Regions from separate parts of the Mus musculus genome. Here region 2 is linked to region 1. The links are chromatin contacts, called in public HiChIP or PLAC-seq maps. All regions are on one chromosome and are shown on one strand. Each heading gives the region's core, a stretch centred on a gene start, on an enhancer-like site or on the middle of the called end of the contact. The rest is flanking DNA. Distances are from core to core; before and after follow the strand shown.

The links. HiChIP or PLAC-seq counts read pairs in DNA pulled down with a chosen protein or histone mark.
Region 2: a CTCF HiChIP or PLAC-seq map of the NIH/3T3 cell line shows a contact between it and region 1, with 13 read pairs. The contact joins the enhancer-like site here to the promoter of Zfp386 in region 1. A contact is called at or near these places in 17 of 39 promoter capture datasets (the C10 cell line, the HPC-7 cell line, HPC-7-derived erythroid cells and 12 more), 1 of 15 datasets of contacts at CTCF or cohesin (the NIH/3T3 cell line), 5 of 484 Hi-C or Micro-C datasets (B cells, bone marrow-derived dendritic cells, group 2 innate lymphoid cells and 2 more), 8 of 115 datasets of contacts at active chromatin or transcription factors (Th17 cells, astrocytes, effector CD8 T cells and 3 more) and 3 of 9 other capture datasets (adipose tissue, liver and pancreatic islet).

The regions. Positions count from the first base shown.
Region 1 is chr12:116,046,262-116,049,210 of GRCm38.p6, forward strand. It overlaps Zfp386 (zinc finger protein 386 (Kruppel-like)), which reads left to right and starts at 1,463. Exons shown (of 3, transcript NM_019565.4): 1 at 1,463-1,605. The coding sequence starts at 1,597.
Region 2 is chr12:116,180,393-116,183,341 of GRCm38.p6, forward strand. No RefSeq gene overlaps it. Among named protein-coding and RNA genes, the nearest start is that of Gm23732, 8.6 kb to the left of the region's middle. Within about 2 kb of position 1,514, at least 63 of the 459 cell types and tissues checked have an H3K27ac peak or open chromatin away from gene starts, as enhancers often do. A contact at or near this core is called in the NIH/3T3 cell line and astrocytes, where this site is marked.

The sequences.
Region 1 (2,949 bases), core at 213-2,712:
AGACTTCATCCAGCAGCTGATGGATGCAGAGTCCCACAGACTAACATTAGGCTGAGCTGTGGGAGGAGGTGGAGGAAGAGGAAGAAGGATCGGAGGAACCAGAGGGATCAGGGATACCACAGGAACATGGCCCACAGAATCAACTGACTGGAGCTCGTCGAGGCTCTCAGAGATCAGAGAGCATGTAGGGATCTGACCTAGGTCTTCTGCATATCAGTTATTGTTGAGTAGCTTGGTCTCTTGTGGAATTCCTAACAGTGAGAACAGGAGTTGTCACTGATACTGTTGTCTACCTGTGGGACCCTTTCCATCCTACTGGATTGCCTCATACAGCCTTGATGTGAGTGAAGTCTTATTGTAGCTTGTATGCAGTGTTTGGTCCCTGGGAGGTCTGCTCTTCCCTGAGGGGAGGAGGCTAGTTGGATATGGGGGAGAAGGGAAGTTGGGGGGAGGACTACCATGGGGATGTAAAATATATGATAGAAGAATAAAGAATAAACAAAATAAGAACAAATCTTAAAAAAAATTTAAAAGGTCACTGACAAAAGAAAGGAAGGAAGAAAACAAGCAAGCAAGCAGCATCCTACTGCAGTTAATATTTCCATTATAATTACAAGAGAATTTAGGACCAAAGACATCAACCCTTTCTATCTTCTAAACCATCCTTCTAGCCATAGTCCATAATTGGATCATCAATTACTAAATTCTCCACTAATATATTAGCAAGTGTCATTAATCTTGAAGGGCCCTTGATAACTGTCACATTAGAAACTGTATTATATGAAATAAAATCTTTAAGCAAGCATAACACAAGAATTTTTCCCTTTTCTACTAGCATCATATTAGGTACAATCCTGATATCCCAAGCCATTTGTAACATCCGTTTGATGCTTCCTTTTCTAAAAAAATTAGTGCTACCAGGGAAAGAAGGGTCTCCTTTCAAGCTGATTATGAGGGAAGGGTACATCCTCACTGGCCCCTGAACATGTTAATGCCTGTTCAGCACTCGGATATGAAGCGTGCTCTAGCACACACCGCTCTTTAAATTTCTTAAAATGAACACTAGAATAGTTTAAACTGAACCTCTCATTTGTACTGGACACTGCTGACTTGGGAATGCTTCCTATCTCAAAACCCAGGAAGGAGATCCGAGTCCAAACATGGTCTAGGAAATATAAAATTAATTGTCGTTATGTTCCCTGACTTGTGGACCATATGATTACACAAGTACAAGTGATGAGTCGCAAGGCATAACGAAGAAGGAAAAGCCACAGGTCGCCCTGGAAACTAAATCCGTCGAAGCCCGCCTCAAAAACAGGTTCATCCTAGAACTTGCCTTTCGGACCTCATTCGGCCGTGGGTTGGTGCTATCTGATGTCAATCAAGATCAGGAGGGCGGGGCGGGAGTGATGGCAGTCACTTTGCTGGAAAAGTATTGGCTGAGAACCCGCCAATCAAGTTCACAGAGCCTTGACAATATCGCGAGTCCACATCCCGTACGCGACCTTTGTGTTGGAAAATGTGAGCGTGTTTTCCAGCTTTTGGAAGCCCCGGTGGCCCTTACGAAATCACGGGTGCTGGAGATGCAGGAGAGCCATGGAGATGGTGAGCAATGGTCGCGAGGCTGCGCGGAGGGTTGAGTAGGCGGGAGTCTGCGCTCCGAGGGGGCGCCGGGCGGGCCTGGTCGGCTCGGCCTAGGGCGGAGTTGGGCGGCTGCACGGACCTGGCGTCCTCGGGTGCCCCGGAAGGGAGGAGCAGAGCAAACACTGATTTTGCTACCAGGCCTTTGCCTTGCAGCGGCCTCTGTGTCTGCAGCCAGCAGACTGCGGGAGATGGCCTGAAGGAGCATCAGATAATCCAGTCTCCGTGGCGGAGGTTCCTGCGGGACAGCAGCGGGGCTCCCGCTCGCCTCCCAGAGTTTTCCCGTTTCCCCCTTGCGCCTGGTGGATGTACCAGAAATAGGTCAGATCCGAAACTCTTTCCCCACCCTGCAACTCTGTGTGCCATTCCCAATCAATATCAACTGATGGGTTACCGTGATGTATTTCAATCAGATGGCTTTTGACATCGTTTTTCTAAAGATTTAATGAATGGCGCTTTATCGTTGGCTTTCTTTAAGTTTTTGTATCAGTATATATTAATTATACATCCTAATGAGTTTCATTATGGCATTTTCACACATGCATATGTATTTTGAACATATCCTCCATTGTTTCTTTCCTGTCCCTCTCCCACGATAACTCCCTTCTTTCCTAGCTGCTCTAGGATAGACAAAAGTCTATCGTTTGGTAAGCCAAGGAACTTCGTTAGGGTTATTTACCGAGGGATTAATTACAGGAGCCCGGGCATATAATTAGTGGCAACAGGACACTAGAAAATATCTCTCAACCACTTACCAACTGTTCACTGCCCACAAATCCTCAGGGAGGGGTGAGGACAAGGAAGTATTGTTAGGTCCAGTCTTTTGCAGGTCTGCGCATTTAATCACATTTGCTGTCATACATGTGAGATATCCTCAGAATACCATTTTGTAGAAATTTTGCGTCTTTTGCTTCTTAACAGTTCACCCTTTCAACACCCAGGCTGGTTGTTTGTTTAAGTCTTTTGATTTGGTTTTTGTACGCTCCTCCTTTCGCCTTCTAAGCCACAGATACCTTCCCACAATGTTTTTCGGTTGAGTTTTTCCCCTTTCGTGACCCCCACCCTCAGCTTTAGTGATTTCCTGCACTTGGGCCTGGCACCTTGTGTCCACAACTGCTGTGTGCTTATTATCTAGCACACATTGACCTCTGTGCCCACTCCTTAGACAACAGCCTGAGCTTCGAGGTGCAGTGAGGGAGCAGCTGGATGCCCTCAGGCTCGTAGACTCTGACCTTAGAAGCCCTTTTGTTTGTTGTATGCATGTCTTGGTGACCAAGAACAGTATTGAAGTCAACATGGTGGAGTAGC
Region 2 (2,949 bases), core at 264-2,763, 130 kb after region 1:
GTTCTATGGGGATGTGGTGAGGGGTGGGGGAAAGGAGTGCCTCAGTGGGCCCATGCCAAGGCATCCCTTCCCCCTGAGAGACTAGCCACACAACCGTATAGTATAGAATAGAGTTTATTTAGGGCATGGATGGGGAAGGGAGTTAAGAGAATAGTAGAGGCAGAGAAAAGCAGAGAGAAGGAAAGAGTAGAGAAGTAGAGATCAGCCATGACCACGTAGAGAGAGGGAGTAAAGGAATGGGGAGAGAAGGGCAGCAAGGGGGCAAGAGGCAAGGGAGAAAAGCAGGAGTAATACACAGAGAGAGGAAGGGACAAGCAGTCCCTTTTATAGTGGGCCATGTCTATCTGGCTGTTGCCATGTAATTGAATACCAACATGTACAGAAAGGCTGGGTTCCAGTGCCCTGTATGCTCTGATGACCATCAGCCCAAAAATTCTGCACACTTATTAATACTGCTGAAGAGGACATGGGTTTATTGTATACAGCTGAAGGAAGAGGAGATGAGTTGGCTAACCTTGGAAGGAGGCCTCTGTAGGAAAGCAGTTTCAACTTGCTGTCATCCTGGAGGAAGAAGCTGTGGTTGTTCATTTCTGCCTACACTAGTTTTAGCCAAAAGTCAATCACTTCTAAAATTCATACTTGGAATGGAAGGCGTCACCATCTCCATGGGTCTGAGACATTGGGGTCCTTAACACAGCCGTGTACATGTCAATAATAAACATTCACTCTGAATGTCTTCCCTGCCCAACATATTTTCTTTGATAAAAGGTAAGTAAGCATATATCTCTCTCTATACCACTGGGCAAGGTAAAGCATGGGTCAGAATGTAGAGCTAGCTCAACTTATGGCTAAGCCTTGGAAATAGGGACTCTTTAGTTCTTCAACATGAAAATGTCTTTATAAAAGATGGCTAGCTCATAGAAAGAGTTCCTACTTACATCCTACTTATAAGAAGTAAAATACTACAACTAATGAAGCAAGGCAGACCAGGAAAGAATAAAACCCTCAAACCACATCAAATGTGGAGTTGAAACTAATGTCAGGGGACTGGGGTCTGAGGGAGTGGATATCAGAGACTCTGAATAACTTGCTTGTCATCATGTATATACAAGGCATCTGTGTATACAAAGTCACAGAGCTCAGCCATGAGTCAGCTCAGCTACCACGAGGTGTGTGGAATTATAGTTCCACTGCTGGTCACTAAGCAACAGCTTAGTCACACTACTGAACATGTTGCAGTGGCCTGAGGGTCATTGGCTGTCTAGAGCCCTATTTCCAATTTTCTGCTCACAAGGTGCCAATCATTCTGTACCCAAATAATAAACTGCCAGGGTTGTCTTGAGAAATGCTTGGCGCCTTGAGGAAAATGTTCTGTGAACACTGGAAATCTTGTGTCCCTGCCACCAGGCTCTCAGGCTCCTGCCCAGGTTTGACCACAACTTGCACTGCTTGCCTCTATGCCCAGTTTGTTATGTGAGTGCTTGAGTGGCAAGGGCTTTCCCGACTGAGTCATCAATCCATCCCCATGTTAGTTCTTACAAATGAGAGTGTCCTTAGCTATTCCAGCCTGTAGGTGATCCTCTGTGAAGGTTGCACTGACAGAAATCAATCCTATGATAGAGTACAATTGTTTTCTTATATTTGCTCCCGGCTCCCTGCTCAGTGATAATTACACTTATTCACCTTATATAGACTTACATATGTGGTTCAAAATGCATATGTGATGTGTATAAGTATAGAAGAAACTGAATCTTAATTTATCTATGTGCTTCATTTATGGGCACCTGATAGACAAGTTTTCCTTCACTTGTATCTAAACCCAGGACTTTGATTTTTAGTCTCTTGGTTCTTTCTATCTAGTGTCCAATGGAAGGTGAACAGCCAGTCTAATTTTCCTTCTTCAGAGACAAAACTCACTTTCTAATGGAATCTGAAAGGAACCCAAGAGTCAAGTGAGATTACCCATTCTGGCTTTTTTACCCATCTTACTCCAAATTCATTGTTCTAAGAGGATGGCTTAAGGGCATTGAAGGGTTAAGGGCTAAGTAAGACACAGTGGAAGTCTGACCTCAGCCCTGGCCTCCCTTAGCAGCTCTAGCTGAGTCTCTAACCTCCTTGGGATGTTTTCCTCTATGTCTAGGTCCTTCAGAATTGTCAGGTAGTTTAAATGCAATTTACCCATATAAAACATTGGCACTGTTCCCAGAATGGCTGAGAACTAGATAATAGTAAGCTTTACTCTATGTGTTCTGAAGGACACTTTCAGTCTGTGGTTAGATAATGTATTAGAGAGAGAGAGAGAGAGGAAGGAAGGAAGGAAGGGAGGAAGGAAGGAAGGAAGGAAGGAAGGAAGGAAGGAAGTAGGGAGGGAGAGAGGGAGGGAGGGAGGGGAGGAAGGGAGAGAGGGGAGGGAGGGAGGGAGGGGAAGGGAGGGGAGGAGGAAGGAGGAGATGGAGGGGGAGGAGGAGGTGGAGAGAGAGAGAGAGATAGAAAGAGAGAGAGAGAAGACAGACAGACAGACAGACAGACAGACAGACAGACAGAAAGAAAGAAAGAAAGAAAGAAAGAAAGAAAGAAAGAAAGAAAGAAAGAAAGAAAGAAAGAAAACAAATCCGCAAGTACATTTGTCCCTGGTCATGAACAAGAAATCTACATACTAGTGAAAAAAGGACCCAGGCTTGCTGTTTCTGAGAAAACAACAAACATTAGCCCAGAATTAGGGCAATGTCTTTAAAAGGCTGCTCTTCAGGAGCTTTCTTGGTAGTTTTCTCCTGGGAGGGAGCAGAGTGCCCAGCTCCAGCATGAGGGGGCAGGGTGGGAATAGATCATGCCATTTCTTTCCCTATGTTCCTCTGCCCCTTCAGGGCTCTATGGTTTTCTATGAATTGCAGCTCACTAGTTACTGGTTTTGATTTCCTGGTTCTGGTTTATTTTATGCCACCCTCTATC